Regions from separate parts of the Bombyx mori genome. Here region 2 is linked to region 1. The links are chromatin contacts, called in public Hi-C maps. All regions are on one chromosome and are shown on one strand. The core of a region is the stretch at or near the end of the contact, and the rest is flanking DNA. Distances in the headings are between cores, read along the strand shown.

The links. A called contact is a pair of places that touch in the nucleus more often than the background predicts.
Region 2: a contact with region 1 is called in a Hi-C map of posterior silk gland, with 1.8 times the contacts expected there. The contact joins two enhancer-like sites. A contact is called at or near these places in 3 of 7 Hi-C or Micro-C datasets (midgut, posterior silk gland and whole pupa).

Annotation. Positions count from the first base shown.
Region 1 is chr2:5,973,153-5,978,203 of ASM3026992v2, forward strand. It overlaps LOC110384750 (WD repeat-containing protein 7), which reads right to left. Exons shown (of 35, transcript XM_038017619.2): 8 at 4,868-4,894. All of the region lies in intron 3 of LOC134200481 (a long non-coding RNA gene), which reads left to right. Among protein-coding and RNA genes, the nearest start is that of LOC110384750, 10 kb to the right of the region's middle. Within about 2 kb of position 3,014, at least 1 of the 8 cell types and tissues checked has open chromatin away from gene starts, as enhancers often do.
Region 2 is chr2:6,034,988-6,039,922 of ASM3026992v2, forward strand. LOC101735982 (transcription factor CP2-like protein 1) reads right to left here. Exons shown (of 19, transcript XM_062672825.1): 16 at 4,771-4,886; 17 at 4,148-4,222; 18 at 3,534-3,666; 19 at 1-3,006. The coding sequence ends at 2,854. The region is part of intron 3 of LOC134200481 (a long non-coding RNA gene); the gene reads left to right. Among protein-coding and RNA genes, the nearest start is that of LOC119629367, 6.5 kb to the right of the region's middle. Within about 2 kb of position 3,619, at least 5 of the 8 cell types and tissues checked have open chromatin away from gene starts, as enhancers often do.

The sequences.
Region 1 (5,051 bases), core at 1,764-4,263:
TATAGTCACAACGGCTGCCCCGCCCTTCAAACCGAAACGCATTACTGCTTCACGGCAGAAATAGGCGGGACGGTGGTACCTACCCGTGCGGACTCACAAGAGGTCCTACCACCAGTAAATATGACCACCAGTCAGTGAGGCTGACGATATTAATGTCGTAAAAAGTCTCTCCCCAGCCGATCAATACCAAGTCGATAGCGCGCTAATCATATTTACGACAACAACCCAAAGAGCCTGCAAAAGACAAAGGTCATACGTCACACGAAACATTTAAGAAATTAGGAATAGGAAAAATAACGAATATCATAAATATGAAGTATCATGGAAGTGCAAATCGCAACGTAAATTAAACATTATCTAAAATCTAAATTCTAATGTTTTTTTTTTTCTTTTTTTTTGGGCAGTTTTTCTATTTTTTTTAATTACATTGAAGCAACAACACTACCGTATACTACTACGTCATAATTCAAATATATTTTGTACAGTTAATTGGACGAGAAAAAAGAGTATGTTACGCTATTTCTACGCTAATGAAATGGCAATCAATCTATTAATCGAATAGAGCAAAAGGACTTGTCGCATTGTTGAAGGCAGAGACAACGAGTAATTCCGGTAAAGGGCGCTCGAGTTCTTTCATAAGCAAACGAGGAAAACCTAGAGCAAAAATGGCGGACCAATCACACGCAGTCGATCGAAACTATTTTAAATTTAATTCAAAGTAGCCAAGTTCACTGTCGTCATACGCCAGGGCTCGGGATGGATAACCTCGCCGAAATCCAAAGTAAAACTCAATTTAATTATTACTACATTAAAGGCTGATTTCAATGATCGCAATTCATTTTTTCCGCTTCAGATGATCCGTACGCTGTTACAGTCGACACGACATATTCAGAATTTTCCAGAATGTTTCCAAAAGTACTTTATTAGAATTATTTTGTCCGTGCTGTTTGGGTCATAAATAATCGGAGCGGTGAAGCGAATATTTCTCTCTCTGTTCCACTCACGAGCTTTATAGACAGGCATAGTGATGCGCATTATTGTTTTCGATAAGCGTTATCGATAGTGTATTTAGTTTTGTCTTTTTGTGGTTTAGTGTTAAAATTGAAAGTAAAAATCACTAATCGAACACTTATACCACATTTTTGTAACTTTGTAACTTTTCGGGATCTATTATAAGCAATATTTCGATATCCACTTTCGATATTTGATAACAGATGGCACTGCTCGTACCGACACAACCCTAATAATTTGCGAATGACCACGAGCCCGCCTTTAAATTTGGGCCACAATGACTTCATGACTACCTGCGAGTCGTTTTATTCAAACGAATAAAATTAACAAAATTTCTTCCGCTACAAAAAATCTGCCAACCCTAATACAAAGAATTTGACATCACTAATACTCGTATTACGTCTGAAATCACACGTACAACCGCAACGTATCTATGTCATATGCGTGCAAAATGAATCTTTTTTTTTTATTATTTAATTTCATAATTTTCTCAAAAGTTATCCCTTGTTTGTTTTTTAGACGAAAAAAATTACACGTTTATCTTTGAAGGTCCGCCATTCCTGACCTAGAGCATCAGCTGATTATTAATGTTGCCATTTTTAAAAATCCCCCTAAAAATCCGGCACAATCTTTGATACCAACAAACTCTCTCACTCTCGTCACTACTCGAATGGGACTATTTGCGACATCAAAATGAGACTATCCTCTCGACAATTAAAGCTACTTTTACGGTTTAATCTCGCGCGTTTGTTATTTTAATTTCACTATTAAGAGGGTAGTTAGCAAAATATTCAAATGTCGACGAACAACAACCCGATCGTCCGCTGACTGAAGTATAATACTAATAATTACGTTATCATGATGCAAGGGTGATGGCACCTATTACTAATAATATTGAGGACTAAAAGGCTATTTCCTTTAAGCGACATTTCTCTTTATAACTTAAAGGTGCGTTTTATTTTGGTATTAGCATCAACAGAGGAAGAAAGAAGAAGGAAGAGAGACCGCCCCAGAACAACGTATAGGCATTTGTAGGCAGCGGCTTGGCTCTGCCCCTGGCATTGCTGAAGTCCATGGGCGACGGTAACCACTCACCATCAGGTGGGCCGTATGCTCGTCTGCCTACAAGGGCAATAAAAAAAAAACTTAGCGTCGCTCGGTGGAGCAGGAGCTAGGTGACTTTTTTTTTATCGCTTTGATTGGTGGACGAGCTCACAGTCTACCTGGTTTTAAGTGGTTACTGGAACCCATAGACATCTACGACGTAAATGCGCCACCCACCTTGAGATATAAGTTCTAAGGTCTCAAGTATAGTTACAACGGCTACCCCACCCTTCGAACCGTCTTGGGCATGACGTAGCAAGAGCTGGAACAGACTGCCCAAGACCGATGTAAATGGAAGGATTTGATTCGAGCCCTTCACCCCAGCGGAGGGTAGTAGGAAATTATGATGATGATGATGATCAACAGTTCGATATTATCAATAGAACTTCAATTAAGTTTAGTACATTCAAATAGCTGAAGATGTTTTTTTGGATATGATAATTTTTTTTAAATTATGTATAAACTTTAAATGGGTCTCCTGTAAATTTGCAAAAATGTCACTTAAACTAAATATCCTATCAGTCCTCGATATGGACTATCACCCTTCCTGCTCGTGTTACATTGGCTAAAATGAGATGACTCTACAATACAATGCGTCTTCGTTAAAATGCAATTTCTCGGAAGTATCCGAAACGTCAAAAACAATATATAGACATTAAAAAAAAACACGCGAAACTAAACCGAAACAGTAATCCTAATGGCGTCTAAAAATCGCGAAAACCGAACAAGACACTAAATACATCATCAACCAAAGTTATTCTGTAACAGATCTATTCACTTGTGAATCGTGAACTAAAAATAAAATTTGAAACTTACAAAGCACACTTAATAAGTGTAGGCAAAATAAATTCCTAATCCGTTGTAGGAAAAGGATCTGACAGTTATTGTTCATCGGGTAGGTACCAACATAAAGAAATATGTGCGTATGCTTTTATTTTAAAGACGACAAGGCGTGCACTGGTATACTCCACCATTCTGCCTAATTAGGCTGCAAAGCGATCCCCGTGCCCGTTTGAAGTGTGGAACAACAATGGTATAATAAAATTGGAGGCTTTCCCTTTGTGACGTTTAGGAACTTTTACACTATGTGAGCCTTAATGAGCCTCTTCCATGATTTTACAGAACTTAATACTTTTATTTAAATCAACACAATTCACCTACAAAAACTGTAAGACCCTTTCCGTATCGAATTGCGTTTAAACATCGATTTTTACTGTGAAACTTCTTGAATCGATCCAAGCAGTTGAAGGTAGTATACAGTCAAGAGAAGACGCGGCGTAACTATCGCGATGATAATAAAAATAAAAATAAAGTATCTGAATTATTTATATGTATAAAACAATGGATGTTAATGTTAATAGAACTTTGCCGGTATGCGACAGCGTTTGTTATATCTATGGATTCAAGTCACCCCATAAGCCTACGTGTCTTCGTGAAAAAACGTAAGCTTAAAATTGTATGCTGGCTTCGAAGAAAAGTATGTATTTATGGTCACAGTAAACCAAAATGCAGTGCCTAAAACTTTAACAAAAAAAAACACTGGCACAGAATAGACGACCATATCGAAGCTGTTCAGTAGTTTTATGGAGGTAGATTTTTTTCCTACCTAAGCTGAGAACCTTGAGAGGCTATTTCAGCGTAACCTTAACTAGTAGGTGAGCTCACGGGGTTCAAGCCTGACGACGTTGCTAGCACCCTAGCAAGGGCCGTGCTTCGCAGAATCTACCACCGGATCGGAAACGCGACCCGCTGAGAAGATCCGGCAAGAAACTCAGTGGGCTGTGTCTGAGGGTTAATTTACTCGTCGAGCCCTTCGTCGCAAGTGACGGGTTCGACGAGAACTATGACCGGGCTGGAGGGTAGAGGTAAAGAGCGTCATTTTTATAAGATTCAAATTGAAAAAGTGTTGCAAGACTCATCGAAAAAGCGTTAGTGTAAGAATTGGATATTCTATTTAAACAGAGTGAAGTGTGCTGGATCGAAATGAGGTGTGGTAGTTTGTAGCGCTGTTTTTAAAAGTCTTCCACTTGCTACAGTGGCGCCACCTTATTTAGCTCCTTTTCGGCGGACACTTTTCAATACACTAAGACGGTGCTTCTTACTTCTAACACTATGTATAGGGTGGTAGGACATCTTGTTAGTTCACGCGGGTGGGTACCACCAACTTGCCTATTTCTGCCGTGAACCAGTAATGCGTTTCGGTTTGAAGGGTGGGGCAGCCGTTGTAACTATACTTGAGACCTTAGAACTTATATCTCAAGGTGGGTGGCGCATTTGCGTGATGTCTATGGGCTCCAGTAACCACTTAACACCAGGTGGGCTGTGAGCTCGTCCACCAATCTAAGCAATAAAAAAAAGGTTTCAGTGCTGACTTTATTTGATTTCAAATTAAACATCATAATCTTTCCTATGAATTTTTCTCGACACTCGACACAGATAATGTAAGCCGCAATTAGTTTAAAAAATTAAATAACGCCATCTAGTATCAATGCACCGTAATCGCACCGGCTTCTTACAAAACGTATAGGGAATTTGGCACTATCTTCTCTTAACAATGTAATAAGTGATATGCCTAAAATACCTTGACCATAATGTAAAACTCACTAGCAATATTTCGATATGTAGACAAAATTAAAAAAAAAACAATATTAGATTTTTCAAATATAAACCAACCAGAATTCACATTGTGTTATTTTCGAATGGTTTAAAAGCAATTCGATAATGAACGGTTTATAATCATAATTATGCTGACCTATTGATAGCTTTTCCACGCAGTTTGCTATAACAAAAAAATAATGAAGGTGTTAATGTTTCAGTATTGCCAGTTAAGGGCGGGTTTCAGTGATAGTTGAGCCCCTGTCGGGATTTGCTTTGCATCGGTTAATGTTATGTATGCTTATGGTGTTACAAGATTACAAACAATCAACTTATTTAGA
Region 2 (4,935 bases), core at 2,369-4,868, 62 kb after region 1:
AAAATTTTAGGCATTCAAGATATATTTAGAAATCATCTCAATTTGTGAGTTTTATTGAATATATATTTTTGTCCTCACAAATTTTACGTTGTTCAAGGAAGCAACAAGTATCTCAATATGTAGAGAAATTACAAAATAATATAAGATATAGTCGGATTTTTTATTAGACGAAGTCAACTGACGTTTACTGTGTTGTCAGTTTTTGATGAAATAAAATAGTGTTGTGACAAAGTGAACGATTGAAAAAACTCCTGAATTAATGAAATTGCCTCGATTGTCTAGTGAATAGTTGGTGTGTCGAATTGCCGATATCGAGTACGGGGTTCGAATTTTAGGCGTGCTTTGTACATACCAACGAGTTTTCGACGAAATATTATGTTCCTATAGTATCTACCTGTACTGAATACCGAGTGTTTTAAACATTAAGAAAAACATTGCGAGGAAGCTTGTAAGACTGTCCTATTTCTAATACATCATATAGTTGAAATTATAGACGTATAAAATATAACAATTATAGGTAGGTAATGAAAATAAAAAAACTGATTGTAGTTACATACTACTAGTAACATATATTGGAGCACTTTAATACAATTTTATTGTAAAATATAAATAATATTCTTTTATACTTTGAAATTAATGATTAACTCTTCACACTCATTGTTCATTCATGTGATTGAACGAGAACTGAACGCATCACTATTACTTTAAATATAGCAACATTATTTCACAAAGTGACATTAGCTACTGTCACCTGGCTTCGTCTAATTAAAAATCCGACTATAGATCTATATTTAATGTCTTTACAAAGACTTCTTCTCATTCTCTATAAAAAAAATAAAAATTTCTATGATGCTTAATTTACTAAGACTTATTTTACATTTAAATCTTTATAAGAACTTATAAATTATATGATATACCATGGCTTTCACCTACGTCCGATAAAGGTTCAGACGCTTAACAAATAATAATTATTTCTCTAAATAACGAATAGTTTTATGGTCTGCCTTAAAAACAGATTGTATGACAACGCATTTTTATAACCTAATAATAATAATAATAATAAATTGCACAATATTAAATCTTAAAACTAAACTTTACGCAGATGAGAATATTTTTGTTATAAAACATCAAACATGTGAGTCGACTATTATCAAAGCCGGCAATCTGACTTTTGGACAATGATTGGTAAATCAGAAAAACGAATTATTGACTTTGTATTCCATTGGCAGTCACAAAACTCTTCTGAACGACATCTTAGATAAATAACAGGTTAAGTATTAACCTTTATTTAATGCAGGTTTTGAACCGTATTCTTTGAAGGAGATGATTATATTCAAATCAATCTGTATTGACATATCAATAATTTTTTTTTGTCCAAATGCACAGATTGCCACCTTTGATAATAGACGACTCATGTATGGATTATAATCAACATACAATAATACCTTCAAATTCTAAACACAAAACTAATTAAAATATTCTCAGCTGCACAAATATATAAGAGTATAACATAATTTTTTTAGTAAAAATATGTGGTGAAGAATTAGTGTGAAATATAAGACACAATTGTATATGTACTGGCCCCTTTTTAGTGATCATTCTAACTGTAGACAACCCGTCCCACTTTAAATGTTCACTATCCATCATCACACACTCATTAAAATGTTCCAACTAGAACAAATCGTTTGTAAAGTCCCAAGATAATAAACTTAATTGCTTAGAACTTGTATCATCAATGGCTTACACAATGTGTACGCAGACTTGATTGTCGAATCTGATAGACGTGCAGTCCAAATCAGGTCCAACCACGTGTTCTCATAGGTCTGTCTGTAGACACTATAAGCTGCCACACATCCCTCTTAATCGAAATCATAATTGTTTTATAAAACAGGCTTTCCTGCCATCAAACCGTAAGCTGAGAGTGGAAGATAAGACGCAGAATGGTAGTCTTCAGCCATTATTAATGATATTAAAAGTACCGGCGTCTTAATTACTTAACACAGTTATTAAAGTGAAACTTTTATTACATCGTCTCAAATTTTTTCGTCTGTGTGTTGCATGTCGCGTGACGGTCAGCCGCGGAGTAGGGATACAGTGAAAGGCGCTCGTCAGAGCAGCCAAGGCCAATATGGCGGCGCCTATAGTTCGCAGCAGCTGACCGTGTAGTGTATAGACTATAACTCATTTGTACCAGTGCTCCACGCTATTTTGTTTTTGTTTTTGTCAGTGTTTAATGTAAATGTTGTTTGTCAGTTATATGTCTATAATGTGAAAAAAAGTTTCACTTTTACCGTGCTTTCATAAAACCACACAATCCTTTCTTTTTTTTAAGCTATTGCATAGCTTTTATCGCGGGCCTTGAGCGCGGCGACCGAATCATGAAAATCCGTAACGAAAAAAACCTTACACCCCTCACTCCGCCTACCATGTAGCTCACGTTCAACACATTCACACGTTGCGCTTGTGTAGTGTTTGTGAATAAGCGCGTGGCGTGACGTCACACTACATGCGCATCATGAAAGTCTGCCCATCTCTCTCTCGCGCGATCTAGCTTATGAGTGTGAAGGGGACAGTCTAGATTTTGGTTTTATTAATGTTTAATATAGCGTGGTTTGTTTTATTATTGTTTTAATATTAAATTATCATTGTCTAATTATAATTGCATAAGTTGATAAAAAATGCTATGCAATAGCTTTACCGCGGCAGTTCCCGAGTGCCACACGTTTGTTTTTTATCGTGTTCTTACGCATTACACACTGATGATGATCAGGATTGCAGACGAATCGTGAACCGATGACAATTGAATAATGTTGTATGGTCCACTCCCAAACACAGACAGTTCATCTTGGTTTGTCAGTTGCCGGTGGTGGCGCTTAGGAGCAGAGCATTGCAGTCTTCGAGTCTCTTGAGGCGATAAGTCGAGTTGTCTGGCAGATGTCGCACCAGCTCGTCGGTGAGGCGGACGCGAGCGCCGTTCGGACCGGACACCAATACGGTTTCGCAATCCTGCAAATAAAATAAATCAATCGTTACGTTTTTTTTCTTATCTTATTCTAGTAACCTGAGCGGTCAAACTGGGAGTGTTGCTAATACTGACCCTAGCAAGAGCAGTTTTTCACAGTATCTACCATTGGATCAGAAACGCGACCCACTGACAAGATCCGGCGAGAAACCAGTGGGCTGTGTCTATGGGTTAGTTTACTTGTCGAGCCCTTCGTTGCAAGCAACGGGTTCAGCGAGGACGGTAACCGGTACTTGGGGTACCTAAAAGCACCGTTAGTGGATCAGGAGGATCCGCAATTACGTGTTTAGGGCATAATTACTGGACTTTGTTCGTTAGTTAATGGCTTAGAGACGTGTTTTTAATTTTGGCTCGTGTGCAGCTAGAGCGCGCAGTGTATTTTTTTTTATTGCCCTTGTGGGCAGACGAGCATACGGCCCACCTGATGGTGAGTGGTTACCGCCGCCCATGGACTTCAGCAATGCCAGGGGCAGAGCCAAGCCACTGCCTACCGTTTAAATGTCGACATTACCTTGCTGCCGGCTCCCTGCAGCGCGTTCAGCTTGTGCACCAGCTCGTGCGCGCGACACGCGTGCAGGTAGAGCGCGCAGTGCACGTCGGAGGAGGGCGGGCACACGTACAGGGTGAGGCGCGGCGAGATGCGTCTGCGGATATATAGTGTTGTGGAGAATACAGTAACTCTACTTAACTAATTAGACATGAATGAATGAATGAAGAGTACACCTTTACTAACAACAAGTTTTGATGATATATTTTTGTTCATGTTCAACGTCTAATCAATTCTTTTAATTAATAATTAAAAATCTCACACTTGGAGTATTCGTATTTATGACATTGGAAGTTTCACGATATAACACCAGATCTTCATAGTGGGTGTCTTTGTATTTATGATATAGGAATTTATGTGATATTTATAACCCATAGGGACAACCCTTCATCTTCTTAGTGGGTGGTGATTTCGAACAGTATGTAGATGCATCAAAGCACTCTCTTGTGTGAGTGTGAGACAGATGCTAGCAAAATGTCTCAGGCCCATCAACTTGCCTATACAGCTCGTCATGTTATAATAGCTCCCTTAAGTTAAAGTTAGTAGGTATATAAAATACATGTATAGTTCATACTTACTTGGCGTGAAGTGCGTTGAACAGACGTATGCCATCAGCCAGTCCGACGATCTGGATAATGTCATCACGGGATAGTCTGAGAATGAAAGTAGTGTTTATTTACAGATTGCAAAGAAAAATATTGTGACATATATTTACTATCTATATAATTTGTTTGTTTGTATTTATTTCACGTCGTAAGGGACAGACATGATTGTTTTAAAGTGATAATATTCAGTCAGGAGAGTGACAGTTACGTTTTATCCCGGGAAAGTAAACTAATGCTTTGCCTCGACTTGATACCAAATTAATTAAAAGGTATTAAAATTTTTATGACTTCATAATTTTAATTATATTATAATTACTGAAAGATTCTTAGACAGTTAGAAGATTCTTATGTTTGATTTAATATTTTATTTTTAATGAACGATATAAAAAATGTATATATTTATTTTTCTATATATAATTTAAAAATATATTATATAAATGGCGAAGAGGTTGTTTTCTTATGGACATCAGCAATGACAGAGGCAGAGCCAAGCCGCTGCCTATCTGTCACTTCTTTCAAGTGCACCAAGTTCCAAACGCACCATTTCTTTTTTATATCATATCAGTTAGTATTTACAATCAAGAACATTGATTCACCTCAGCAGATCAGCCCCGGAAAAGTTCGCGAACGTGGCGGCGTGTTGCATGAACCGTTGTCGGGACAACCACACCTGAGTCTCGGCGGAGGTGGCATCTTTTGATAATCCAAAGTTCTGCAAAGAAAAGAACCTAGATATTTGTCTGACAAAGACAATAGCTTTC